Regions from separate parts of the Anas platyrhynchos genome. Here region 1 is linked to region 2. A link is a contact called in public Hi-C data. All regions are on one chromosome and are shown on one strand. Each heading gives the region's core, a stretch centred on a gene start, on an enhancer-like site or on the middle of the called end of the contact. The rest is flanking DNA. Distances are from core to core; before and after follow the strand shown. Region 1 holds the start of NF1 (neurofibromin 1). Region 2 overlaps KSR1 (kinase suppressor of ras 1).

What was found. A called contact is a pair of places that touch in the nucleus more often than the background predicts.
Region 1: a Hi-C map of skeletal muscle shows a contact between it and region 2, with 4 times the contacts expected there. The contact joins the promoter of NF1 here to the enhancer-like site in region 2. A contact is called at or near these places in 5 of 8 Hi-C or Micro-C datasets (F1 follicle, liver, skeletal muscle and 1 more).

Annotation. Positions count from the first base shown.
Region 1 is chr20:1,134,421-1,141,025 of IASCAAS_PekinDuck_T2T, reverse strand. NF1 (neurofibromin 1) reads right to left here and starts at 5,281. Exons shown (of 57, transcript XM_038165781.2): 1 at 5,046-5,281. The coding sequence starts at 5,105.
Region 2 is chr20:1,029,005-1,035,189 of IASCAAS_PekinDuck_T2T, reverse strand. It overlaps KSR1 (kinase suppressor of ras 1), which reads left to right. Exons shown (of 19, transcript XM_027472475.3): 3 at 1-16; 4 at 1,982-2,453; 5 at 3,870-3,874; 6 at 5,678-5,738. Among named protein-coding and RNA genes, the nearest start is that of NOS2, 41 kb to the right of the region's middle. Within about 2 kb of position 2,134, at least 1 of the 8 cell types and tissues checked has an H3K27ac peak or open chromatin away from gene starts, as enhancers often do.

The sequences.
Region 1 (6,605 bases), core at 4,032-6,531, 100 kb before region 2:
GCAGCCTCTTTTAGAGACTGATGTGCTTGTATCTAAGAATGTTCAGTTAACGAATCCCTTCATTGATCATAGATGTCAATTATTAAGAAAATGGATCTGCTTTCCATATGTGCAGAAGAGATGCCAGCAGCTGTTCAGGTATCCTCTAACCTGATACAAAAGGTACAGTTTTTTGATGAAAGTATACGGATATTGATTTGAAATTAATAACACCAATAGCCTTGAATATATCTGTACCATATTCCACTCAGTTGAGAAAAACTAATATTAAGCCATGGACTTATCACCTGTAATTAATAAACAAAAAGTTAAATCATCTTTCTTTATCTAAAGAGAGTTTTTAATGTCCTTATTTTCAGAGGTTACAGAACAAGCTTACAAGCTTTATCACGGGTTGAAAAGAGCTTTACCAGTAGTTGAAAATCACCACTTCAACTTTCTTGTGCAAGATACAACTTTGCAGAACTTCAAGACCCCAGAATCGGGCCGATGAACCGTCTGCTACAGGCCCATGACGACAGTGGCTGACTCGCCATCGGGACGACCCCGACACAGGCAGCGGCCCCCACCCAGCCGCAGGCAGGGCCACTGCAATTCTGCTTTCAATATTTCTCTTCCAAGTGGTGCCAATGCCTGCAGAGCCCCTCGCTGCCCCCACCATGCCCACTGCTGGAAAAGCAGCAAGGTTTAAATCTCCTTGGCGAGGGGAAAATGGGAGCCCATTCCAGGCAATTCACCTCGGGGAAGGAAATTCCCAGCTTGTCTGTAAGGGGCCCGTCATCTTCAGCAAGTAGCTGGAGATGTCTGAACACACTGAGGCTTGTTCCTTTGATTCAGGTTCAAAAGTAACAAACATAACATCTAGAAAAAAAAATCTCTAGTGCTGTCCTTACAGCACAGAAACGTACCTAGCTTTTTCCTCTCAAATAATTTATTGGAACTTCTCCAGTAGGCTGTAAAGCACAGACATACAGGAGAGACAGAAAATATGCACAGCACCATTATTTCCTCAGCATTACCTGTTACAGATCTCTTTAGAAATCAACGTGCACCTCCTCCCGCAACTAAAAACATGCACTGCATCACCTTCTAAAAAGCATTCATTTGGTAGAAGAGCCTCATAACTAAGTCTTCTGAAGAACAGGGAACACTGAAAATACTTTACAGATGTTGCCCTAAAAAATAACATTTTCAAAAGGTTAGCTAAAAGTTGGTATTTAGGGAAAAAGAAAAAAAGTCTATTTACCTACACCACAAACACAAAGTGCTGCATTAAATAAGGAGAATCATCAAAGCACCCTGGCGCTGTTCAGCAGCTCACTAAGAGACTGGGGTAACATCCGCTGCACATGGACCACTCCTGTACCTATTCTTCAGGGCACCATCTGCATGCAGCCTAGCAGCTCTTTTTCAATACATTACATACATTGGTTTAGAAAAGTAAAATCAGGGCTGCTTCAGGTTTACGCCAGAGAAGGATGAAGTAGCGCCCTTTGTGCCTAAGGGCAGGGTCACAGTCCCACTGGGCTCCCAGGTCCTGCAGAAATCTTTCAGCCAGAGCAGTTGCAGAAAAAAAGCTCCATCCTCTGCATAGAGCAGCCCTGCCTTACAGCAGATACCATTTTGCTTGAGGAGCACAGCCATCCAGAACTCACATGAAATACTTTGAAATACGTACTTATTACTGCTAGGGGTTTCTTAACAAGCCAGGATGAAAAACAGCAATGAAAGACACAAAGCCAGTGCTTGCAGCCAGTGCTTTTCCAGGTTTCTGACTCCGTATAGATTTCAAATGCCACAGAGAGAAGCAACAGGAGGAGGGAATATTTGCTTTAACTTAATGCCTTTTAATGAAAGGAAGAATGGACCATTCCTAGTGGCGCTCAGTTTTTACAAAAGCTTTCGTAACTGAAAGCAATCATATTCCTCAAACTACAAATGGGGAGCCTAAACCATAAGCCACATAATAAAGGGCTTCTTTCATTTAAGTATATCATAATCGCTTAAGTTACCACAAGTTTATACAGGATTAATACCTTTTATTCTATCTGATAGCCTTTAACACAGCCTAGATTTAAATGGTTTAGGCAGTAAGGCTTCTCTGACTAAGTTTAGAAGAACCATTTCACTACCGCATCAGCCTTCCCATGACTTCAGCTGCAACACATTAAAAAATACTATAAAAATACAGTACATAAAACTGTAAGTGAACATTTCCATGGGAAAAAAGAGACCATTTTATTTTACAAAGACCTGATTATGTCTGAAATCACAGAGAATTTTACTAAAACATAGCCTAGCCTCTTTGTGCTACTGAAGCCTAATTCCATCCAGACCACTGAAAGTTTTGAGACATACAGCAATAACCAGCACTACAAATGAAATCACTCCACGGATTTTGAACATGCTACATCAGAAATGTGATCTAGTCTCCCATGAACCGTCAATAGCTTCTTTCTGCACCAGCTGAAACCTTCAAGCAGTCTTCAAGGATAGCTCAAAGAAGAGTGCACTGCAGTCGAAGTCTGAGAAGTGAGCGCAGCTGGGCAGAACTGGCACTATATTTGAAAAATGTATTCAGTGAGCCACTCACTGGTTAATTCATAAAACTATGCTTGCCATTCAATTTAGGCCCACAGAATCATACACACAAAAGCAGATTTTGGTTAAAGCAGCATTTATAACAATAAACAAGAGTAGACAAGAACAGACTGGTTTGCACTGATTTTTGTTGTTTTCAGTACAGATTAGCATTCTCTCAGTTTGTTGTTCATCTGTCTTAAAATGAATTCAAGCACTTAGCAAATGAATGAAAAGCCTGTCTACATCAATAAATTTTGGTGAAAGATGGTTGCATTTTCTTCCTTTTAGAAGAAGGAATAAACCTTGAAAAGCTGTATGTTCTCTCCCCCGCAGAAAACAAACCAAAACAACTCCCAGCCCAAAGCAAACACGAGTTCCCCTGCCTTACTCAGACACGCCGGTGATATAACACGTAGTGGCAGTCCGGCTCCCTCAGTGCTGAACCAAAAGGTCCTGCGTTCAGAAGGGCAGACCCAGCATGCAAACGCTCAAAACAACATCACCACTAAAATGGCACGCACTACACTCAGTATATTTTTATGAAATACAAGCTTGATTTTCAAATGAGCAATCCAAAATACAGCAAAAGCCAGTAACTTCATAGCCACAGGACTACCCAAAGAGGACACAGAAGTGAGGAGTTCCAAGAAGCACAGAAGCATCACCACTGATTCAGAATACTGTTAGTAGTAGTGAGGGTGTCACAGTAACCTGTCAATTGAGTATTCCGCTAAGAACAGAGTCACTTTTCCACCATGAAGATCAGTCAGGCTAGGCCAGGTGGAGGAAACAATGTATTAAAAGAAAACAAACAAAATTGAGAACCCCGAGCTGAAATTAATCAACGAGAGGGAAGACTTCTCACAAAGAAGTGGACACTAGTATCTCATCTTCGCCTCACTGTTTCACTCACTAGTTGATACAATGCAAAAAAAAACTTGCACTGGTTAAAGAGGACCATTCACTAAAGGATCAAAATATTGTAAAAACACCTATTTGCGAGCACGCTGTGACTGCAGCAGTCAATGCTGCACGCTGTGTGCGCTTTCCTGTAACTCCAACGTTCTGGCACCTTGAAAATCAGGACAGCCTCTTCCTGCCAGCAGAGGATCCCTCCCGGGTACCTGTCTGTGCTTCCTCTGAAACGCACAGAGAAATACTTCTGTTTAAAAAGCTCAAGTTCTTAACTCCTACCAGATGTTGGCAAGCCCAGTTCCACAATATACATAACAGAGCAAACGACAAAGCCTAGGGCCTTTTAACACCAGTACACAAAGAAACATTTTCTTGCATTACTGGGAGCATAATCAGTACCATGCCTTTTATGCTTATGGAAAAAATGATCTATGACTCAAGATAAGGTGGTGGGGGGGATAAGTTAGCTATGCAAATATCATGCCTAAAATGTATTGGAAAAATCTGCATCACTTTAATGTCAAAAGACAAAGTTTTATGTTTCCCTGTTTTAAATAAGCCTCATTCATAGCAGTTTGCAAATAAACATAAAAAGGAGCAGCCTATTTTTATTCCACTAGGCTGCAATCTTGCTGCAGGTTGTCAAAAGCCAAGCATCACTACGAGGGACACGTGAATAAGGCAGGCGAACGAAACCCAATCTACAGGACCAGCTTCGTGCCTTCGACAGGAGCTGGGCTGGGCCCTTGGTGGCACAAAGGAGGTCCTCACGGAACAGCAAGGTGAGGCACGACAGAAAATGATCGCTTTGCCTAAACCGACCTCCTGCTTATATGCCAGGAAAGCATCTGGGGGGAAAAATGCAGGGGGTAAGCACTGAGCTGAGCCTCGCTGAGCGAGCCGTGCCACCTAACCCCAGTGAGCAGCTCCTTCAGGTGGGTCAGAGAAGCACCAAGTCCAAGGCCAACGCACTGCTCCTCCTTCTATCCAGAAAGCCTTTCTCCCCGCTCCCGGCACTGACTGTACAGAGCAGTCAGTCCGTGTCAGTGCCACAGCACGGCCCGGGACACCTCCAGCCCGGCACTGACACCGCCGGCTGCGGGCTCGGAGGCAGAGCTGCCTGCACGGCCGCACGTAGTCCTGGCGCTGCCCTGGGGGCTTTAATTCCCTCCTGCTGAACGAGAAGAAGTTAAACCCAAGGGGCGACACCCGCCAGGCCCCTCCGCAAGCGCCCAGCGCCTTCCCGGGGGAGCTGAAGGGGGGGGCGCAGCCGTTTGGGCCCCAGCCCCCGCGCCCCCCGGGCGGTGCCGGCAGCGGGGCGGCCCCGCGGGCCCCACCCAGCGCCGCACAAAGGGCGCCCCGAGCCCCGCGCCCCGCTCCCCGAGCCCGCCCCGCTCCGGCCGGGCCCCGCCAGCGCTGAGGAGCGGCGGAGGTGGAGGTGGAGGTGGGGAGGGGGGGGGGGTGTGGAGGAGCCCCCGGCAGGGCCCGGCCGCGGGGGGCAGGCGGGAGGCGGCCGCCCCCGGTGCAGCGCCCGCCGCCCCCGCTACCTGCTCGTCGAAGCGGTTCACCACGGCCTGCACCCACTCCACCGGCTTGTGCGCCGCCATGGCCCCCCCCGCCCGGCCGGCCAGGCAGGGGGCGGATCCCCGCGGGGGGCGGCGGCGGCGGCGGCGCGGGGCGAGGGGCGAGGGCGGCGGCTGCGGATCCCTGGCGCGCTGCTCCGGGGGCCCCTCGGCTGCCCGCGGCCCTCAGCGCCCGGGGCCCGCCATGACACCACGCCGGAAGCGGGAGCCCGGCCGCCCCCGCCCGCCCGCCGAGCAGCAGCGCCGCGGCCGCCGCGCCAGGGGGAGCGCCGAGACGCGGGCGGCGGCGGGCGGCGCCTGCGCGGCCCCCGGGCGAGCACCGCGCATGCGCCCGGCCGCGGCTCCGCGCCTGCGCCGCGCAGAGGGGCCGCGGCGGCGGCTGAGGGGCGGCTCCGGGCCCCGCCGCGGTGCCCTCCGGGCTCCTCAGGGCGCCCGGCGGTGACCGCCCGGGGGGAGCGGCGGGAGGCCCCGCGGGTGCCCGGAGCAGCGGAACGCGCCGAGCTGTGCTCAGAGGGGGCGGGGGGGGCCCTGCCCGCGGCCCCTCAGGCACAAAGGGCGAGGCCGGCGGCACGGCCCCGCTGGCTGGGGAATAGCGAGGCCGCTCAGTAACAGCCCGCTGCGTGCTCCTGGTACTGCCCAGGGCTCCGCCGCCCGCAGCTGTGGCCTTTAGAGCTCGCTACGGCCCCGAGCCAACCGCGCGTGACTCGGGAGAGGAGGGAACGCGGGGCGCAGGACGAGCACAGCCGCTTCCAGCGTCCTCGGGAGCGCTGAGCTGCTGCCCTTCAGGGCAGGCAGGAGCACCAAGCAGCGCCCTGCCGTGCTGCAGCCGCGTTACGGGTCTGGTGATAGAAATAAATGGGCCAGTGCAGGTAGGGCTTCCTGAACGAGGGGTTTAAAATTGACACATGCGAAGCGAAGAACTGAGGAATGAATGGGCTTTCTTCTTCTGGTCTTACTTCAGGTCCAGGTCTGCTCAGACTGTGCCCAGATGATTAATTTTCTTTGTCTGAAGCATCACGAATGCAGCGTCTACACTGACTGATTGCCACAAAGCACTTTTAAGCCGTTTCAGACACAAAATGAGCCCGTCCAGTTTGCCCTGCTGTAATCTGCAAATCTGTAATTCCCACAGGAGGGAGGGCAGGCCCCTTCTCTTCCAAGGCAGCATCATTCTGATGAAGTGCACCAATTTTTATTTTTACTTCCAAAGTTTATACGTGGGGTTTGATGATACTGCCAAATCCTTCCTGCGGGATGTAATCAGGCCATTACGCTACAGTGTGCTTAATATGTTCTGACATGACATAAAAATACAGCCATGTATGTCATGTATGTTGAGAGTGTACTATACAATAAACTCATCTCAGTTTTTGTTTAATCCCATTTCTTCAGTCAAATTTGAAACATTTGCTAAACAGATATTTCAATCATCAACTTGAATTAGTAAATTAAAAAGTTATCAATCGTCTTACTACAGAGTAAAATAAAAACTGAAAATAAATCCAGCTGCTGAAACAAGGACAC
Region 2 (6,185 bases), core at 885-3,384:
AAGGTGACTGAGTCAGGTACAGACTGCCTTTTCTGTTCTGTGGCATTAGGTTCTCAGCAACCCAGATCACATCCTGCTTCCTTTTATGTAAGACAATCTGCAGAAACCTTTGGGTCTTTGGGTATATGCTGTAACCAGTTTCAGGTTGTGGTTCTTGGATGTGCAAGAAATTGCAGTGATCAAACACGTCTAGAGCTATGGAATGGATTTGTTTTTGACATCATGTTCAGCTATTGAAATAAAGGTATGTGGAAGTACCCTCTCCAACTCAATAGAAACTGTATGATTATTCCCTTTGTGTTCAGAGTTGAGTTTGATGCTCCAGTTGTCTTCCATCATTCAGTATCCTTGACCTGATGATTGCAAACAGATTTCTTGTGGGTAATCCCCTCCCCAAATACTGCCAGCTCAGAGAGAAGGTGCAATTCTGTTTAGTGTGATGTTGCTCAGAAACCTGAGCATTTTTCAGCTCAATGCTTTGCAAAAGCAGAACATTCCTCTGACAGCCCGTTATCACCGCATAGCTTGCAGTCTGCCAGTTGATTCACTTCTCTTTAAAACCCTTGCTTCCTGCTGTTTTTCTGCTGGAGTTGATAGAATCATTAGCCAAATACCAGTAGCAGATGTAAGAGCTAGAAAGAACCTTGATTTACATTGAAATTAAGTATAGAAGGATACTGTGTAATTAGGAATGTGTGTTCAGTGTGCAAGTTGATCTGACCAAGTTATTTAAGAACAGACAAACACAACACTTCCAGATTGCTGTTTCACTGTCTTCTCCTGTCACCTGCCCCAGGCTGCTTTCAAAGCACTGTGAATTCGGTTGGTATGAGAGCGTTTCTCACAGCATACTGGTACCAGTGTGCATCAGATCTTTCTTTGTAACAGTTATCAATCTGTCACTGAAAGGTGCTGTTTCCTGTTGGTATTATGACAGTTCATACCATTCGCAAATCATAAAGATTAGTTAATGGAAAAGCCAACAAACAGCTCAGTTCCATATTTCCTTTTTTCTAATCTTTCTTATCCTGCATTGTCAAATATTTCCCATCCATACTGTGACAAAAACAGCCATTGTTCAGAAGGCATGGCATCCACTCACAGAAATGGCATCTAGCCCAAATTTTAGTGTACTTGTATTAATGTTCCTCTCTTTTCATTAAAAAAAAAAAGTGTGTTTTGAGAGAGAGGATTTTTTTGTTTTAGTCCCAGGTATATGATCTTTTTTTAAACACTGAGCAGTGTTTGAAAAACAAGCATTGCAGAAGGCAGTGCTGAGCTCCACCAGCGATCCGGCAGGTTGTGGTGGTTCCTTTTTATCCAGCTGTCTGTCCCTGGTGAAGCTCTAGCTAATAGTCAGGACAAACACACCAATTCTGTGCTGAGTGCTGCTGCTGCCTGTAACTGAACAGCAGCACCTCGGTATTCCAGCTGGCAGGTAAGGTCTGCCAGTGGTTACACGCCAGAGAGAGAGTTGGCCAAATGAGTGTTAGGAACATCTCAATACCTTTTATTCCAATCTAACAGCTTTTCAGTGTTATTTGGCAGTTCTGTTATCTAACAGAAAATGATTTCCTCTCTTTACCAGAAGCCAATCTGAAAGATGTCAGGGTGCTAGGTTGGATGTACAGATTTGTGTAAGCAGGTTGGTACCAAATCCAAATAGGTTTGCAGGGGGATGCGGGTGTCTTTCACGCAGGTATGCGTATCCCACGTTCTTCAGTGGTGCCCCGATCTCTTAAAACTCAGCCCATCTTACAACATAAGACCTCCTTTAAGCTCTGAGATACAGTTAGGAAAAAAGGATAGTTACTGCCATTCTCAGAAAGACGACTTCAGCTGGTGTCTTAGATGGATCTTAAGAGAAAGAATTGCTTGGCTAGATGCAAAACAGGAGGAAACAGCGGCTTGTAGTTTAAATACATTTACCAGCTTTTTAATTTTTTTTTCCAAATCTAACATTACTGTGCTTGCTGCACAGGTGGGGAGTTAAAAGATGATGTGCTGATGAATCTTCCTGAGGCACGCCGAGAGCACAGCGCTACCAACACGACCGAGTCCCCTGGCTCCTCTGCACCCGCACGGACTCACGCTGCACTGAACCTTCCCAAGGGCAATAGCCAGCAGGCACGGTCTGTGTCAGTGTCTACAATCACATCTTCAGATTCTGTCTCCTCCAGTCATGGACCTTCTATCTATGCAGATAACCTCCTGGACCCTTTTGCCTTCCCTGCACACAGTGGAAGGTTAACACCAAGGACTCCTCATAGCATCACCATCACTCCCCCAACCACTCCTCAAGCGAAGAGGCGGCATAAGTTGAAGCCACCACGGACTCCTCCTCCCCCTTGCCGGAAGGTTTTTCAGCTGCTACCTAACTTTCCAGCCCTCACGAGGAGCAAGTCCCACGAATCACAGTTGGGAAATAGGATAGATGATGTTCCCCCAATAAAGTAAGTGTGATACTTCCTTCCCCACAGGCATTGGTGGGCTGTATTCATCCCAAAGGGCATTCGGGGCTGCAGTTGTGATGCTGTGTAAAAGATCTGGTGTCCAGTTACCTGACTGTGGTTTCACCATGGTCTTACAATCTGTATCAGTGGGATATTCTAAGATAACCACAAAACCGTCTTTTTGACTGTACTTTATTTGAAATTTCACCTGCTGGGGAGGTTGGGATGACTGCTGTTATTAAAGAGCCCCATCAAATTTTCTCAAGTATCTAACAGCTAATTCCACATCCTGTAATTCTTTTTTGACCTTAAATGTTCCTCACAGTTCAGATGGCTAGTGTCCTTTTATGTTTTATCTTAAGATGTGTGTTAGCTGCTAGTGTGAGCTTCAAAACATCTGTGTATATGACAACTATACCTCCACAAAAAGACAAATGGTCTTAGGCTATACATTAGTATTTTTTGGACTGATCCAGGCTTTGAGATGCACTTTGTTGGGGGGAAGGTGGGATGAAAGGTATTTACCTAATTTAATCTAACTAATAGTTGAAACCGGGAAACAAATGTGCTTTCCAGAAACGCTGGCTATCTCTAAACATTGCAGAAACTTAGGTCAGCATCCAAATTCTCTAGCTGGCAGTGGACCACTATAACTTAAATAACACTGACCTCCTGGAAGAGTTCAGAGAGCCTGTTGTACTCAGGACCTCCTTGCCAAAAATACGTTTTTAGATAAGGGAAACTAGCCTAGCTCAGAATGGAGCTGAGATTTTGGATGGACTTTTGATGGTGTAGTACTGGACTGCCGGCTCACTGACACGAAGGAAATCATTGTAAATGTGGGGCCTAGTAAGCAGTACAGTGTTCTTTCACATTTTGAGTGCATATGAAGTGTACACTAAAATGTGCAAATTGCTAGGCCTCTAAACGTAGCAAGTAAGTGGTTTCCATTTAAGAATGGGTGAAAAATGTGACCTTGAACTGAAAAGACCTGTGGCCAACACACTGCTTTGTACTGAAAGTCAGTTGTAAGAACCTGTTTCTGCTGTGATACAGGTCCTATTGATAAGCATGATAGGAGGTGCAAAATCCGGCACGTTCTTCATTCAGACCCTGCCCTGTGGAGCCTTCCAGCTGTCTCAGTTGTACAGTCCCATTCACACGTCACAGCTGCAAGCCAAAATTCAGGTGCACTCTTGTATGCTCTGTTCCCGGGCTGCAGCTGGGGCTCTGCCTAGCAAAGCCTAGGATTTGTAGGCAGGCAAATATTGGCTATGGAGTGACTTCAAGTGCAAAACCAGAGTTGTTCGTAAATCCAATGTCAAAGGCTGCAGGAAAGTGTTTCTTCTCTAGCAAAGTGTGTATCCTGTCACGTGAATATAGATGTCTTAAACAAATTTCTTTTCTGTTCTCTAGGTTCGGTAAGAGATTTTTACAGGGTTGTCTTCATTTCATTGACTGGGATAGAAGAACCCGTCCTTGCCAACTACCTGCAGTGTGATCATCTCTGTGCAGCCTTTGGAGGTCCTCACGAGGGCCTTGTATCCCTGAGTTTCTGTTAACTTTAACAGGAGCTTGGCCAGATGAAGAACTGCAGGATGCTTACAGGGTCTTTGTAACTGGTACTTCTTCAGATAACAAAAGCGAGGAAGGGGAATACTGATGTTTAGAGGGTTAAAGCAAGGGGTTTGTGTGTAATCAGTTGTCTGTGACCTCAGAACAGATACTGGTGTCCCTTGGTACTAGAAATAACTTCACATCTAACCATTTGTCTTTAGATAGTGTCTTTGGATATTCACTGCCAAGTGCCTCTGTATTGAAATTAGACACTTGCATGCAACTTTTTGAGAAACTCTCCAACAAGTTGCTAAACGCAGAATACTTCCTCTGATGTTGATGAGTCTATTCACATATTTAAGGGTTTACAGGACTAGGACTTGTGCTTTTATCCAGTAATGTATCAGTGCCATTTGGTGTTTTATCTCTCCTGATGAGACTGCGTGCATCTCATTTGCTGATCCTGATGAGACAGCGTGCATTTATCTAATGGCCTTTAAAACAAAAATCCCAGGAATTACTTTGAGAAATGAAAAAGTATAAAGAGAAAATTCTAAAATGGAGATGTAAGCAGACGTCTGAGCATTTCTCTGTGGAGACTGATGGAATTTATGCAATAAATAAAAAAAAGGGCATAAGAAATAATTCAAACAGAAATTAGGATTTCTGATGCTTCTGTGCACATAGTCATATTGTCTGTTTTAAAAATTACCCTGTAGGCTCTTTTAAGTCCCATTAAATTCCAAACTTTGTTACATTCCTTAGAACTCTTAAGTAAGGGTTTAGACATCTTAACTGATGTGATGATTAATGCACGATTAGTTAATTGTGGTTTGGATGTTCACACTAGCTCAGCAATATTCCTTGAAAAAACAGCTAGTGATGCCAGACTTTTCTTAAGATGCAGAAGACCACAGATGCCTTAAAACATTCACTGGAGTGATCATAAAAGAGAATTTGGTGCCATCTAGGGCCAAAGAGAGAAAGTGTCTTTTTGTAAGCCTTGACAGTGTCCAGTCTTGAAGCTGTGTTGCTGCCTGCAGATTGAGTTTTCTCCAGATTTGTAACATGGCTATAGAGTTAATTCAGGAAATACGCCAGAGTCTTAATATTTGAGAGGTCTTACAAAGTTTTGTGGTATAACCACTGGAGAACTGGACTGGGATTTTGGAGTCTAGGTCTCCTTTTCTGCGTTTACTGGCTAGCTAAGTGATCCAACCTAAATCATTTTATTCTTCTGGGTCACACTGGCTCTGTCTAAAAATGGTAATAATAATTTTCAGTGTAAAAGAATACTCTGACACCGTATGAAAAGCAGGTGATAGTATTTGTGGTAAACTAATTAAAAGTAAGCTAATGTCCACTTTGCTTTGAGAATGGCCTAGACCTAATCAGATGAACTTCTGTAATCCCTAAATATAAAACATAATGATTTAACAAAAGGAAGGAAGAATTATGATTCCACCACCAAATCTTACCTTAAACTGCCTCCATGTGCAATGAAATAAGAGTAGTAGCTGGTCGTTTTAGCACAGGTGCAAACCAATCTCAGCTGTACTCCTACTGGAGTCCTGGCTACTAGTTCTTATCTATGAGTGTTTACATCCAGACTTGTAGGCATGCTGGTGACTAATACGTCCCTAAAATATCGTTTTGTTCTCCATCAGAACTCTCCCAAGGATCCCCTCAAACAGTACGAAGAGATTTTGGCTTAGCTGTAACACACAGGTAAGTGATGCACGCTGTGGAAGCCACAGAGAGAAGGGGTCAGCCCAGGCCAGCTTCCTACTTATGTTTGTAGAAGGGAGGACTGTTATTAGATGGGCTTGAAGTTGGGTTGGGCACCTCATTTCTCACGTTCAGCCATAACTCTGTATTTCAGATCTGTTTTTAATGTCTCTGATGTGTCCAGCCCCTGAAATCTTTTTTACAAAGCCAATTGACTTGCGGTTCCACAGTGACTAGTGTAGCACCGACCTGAAAGGGGTCGGCGCCTGTGGGCTGGACCTGCACGTGGGATGTGCTGGCTGCCCCCTCTGAGCACCTGCTTGTCTCACAAGGCAAAGCTCGCAGTTTGAGCTGCTTTTATGGAAGGAGGTGATATTCTGTCACATGGGTTTCTTTGTATGGGGCTTCAGAACTGCAATCTGCCTTGTCGTGCTGAGCTGCAATTTT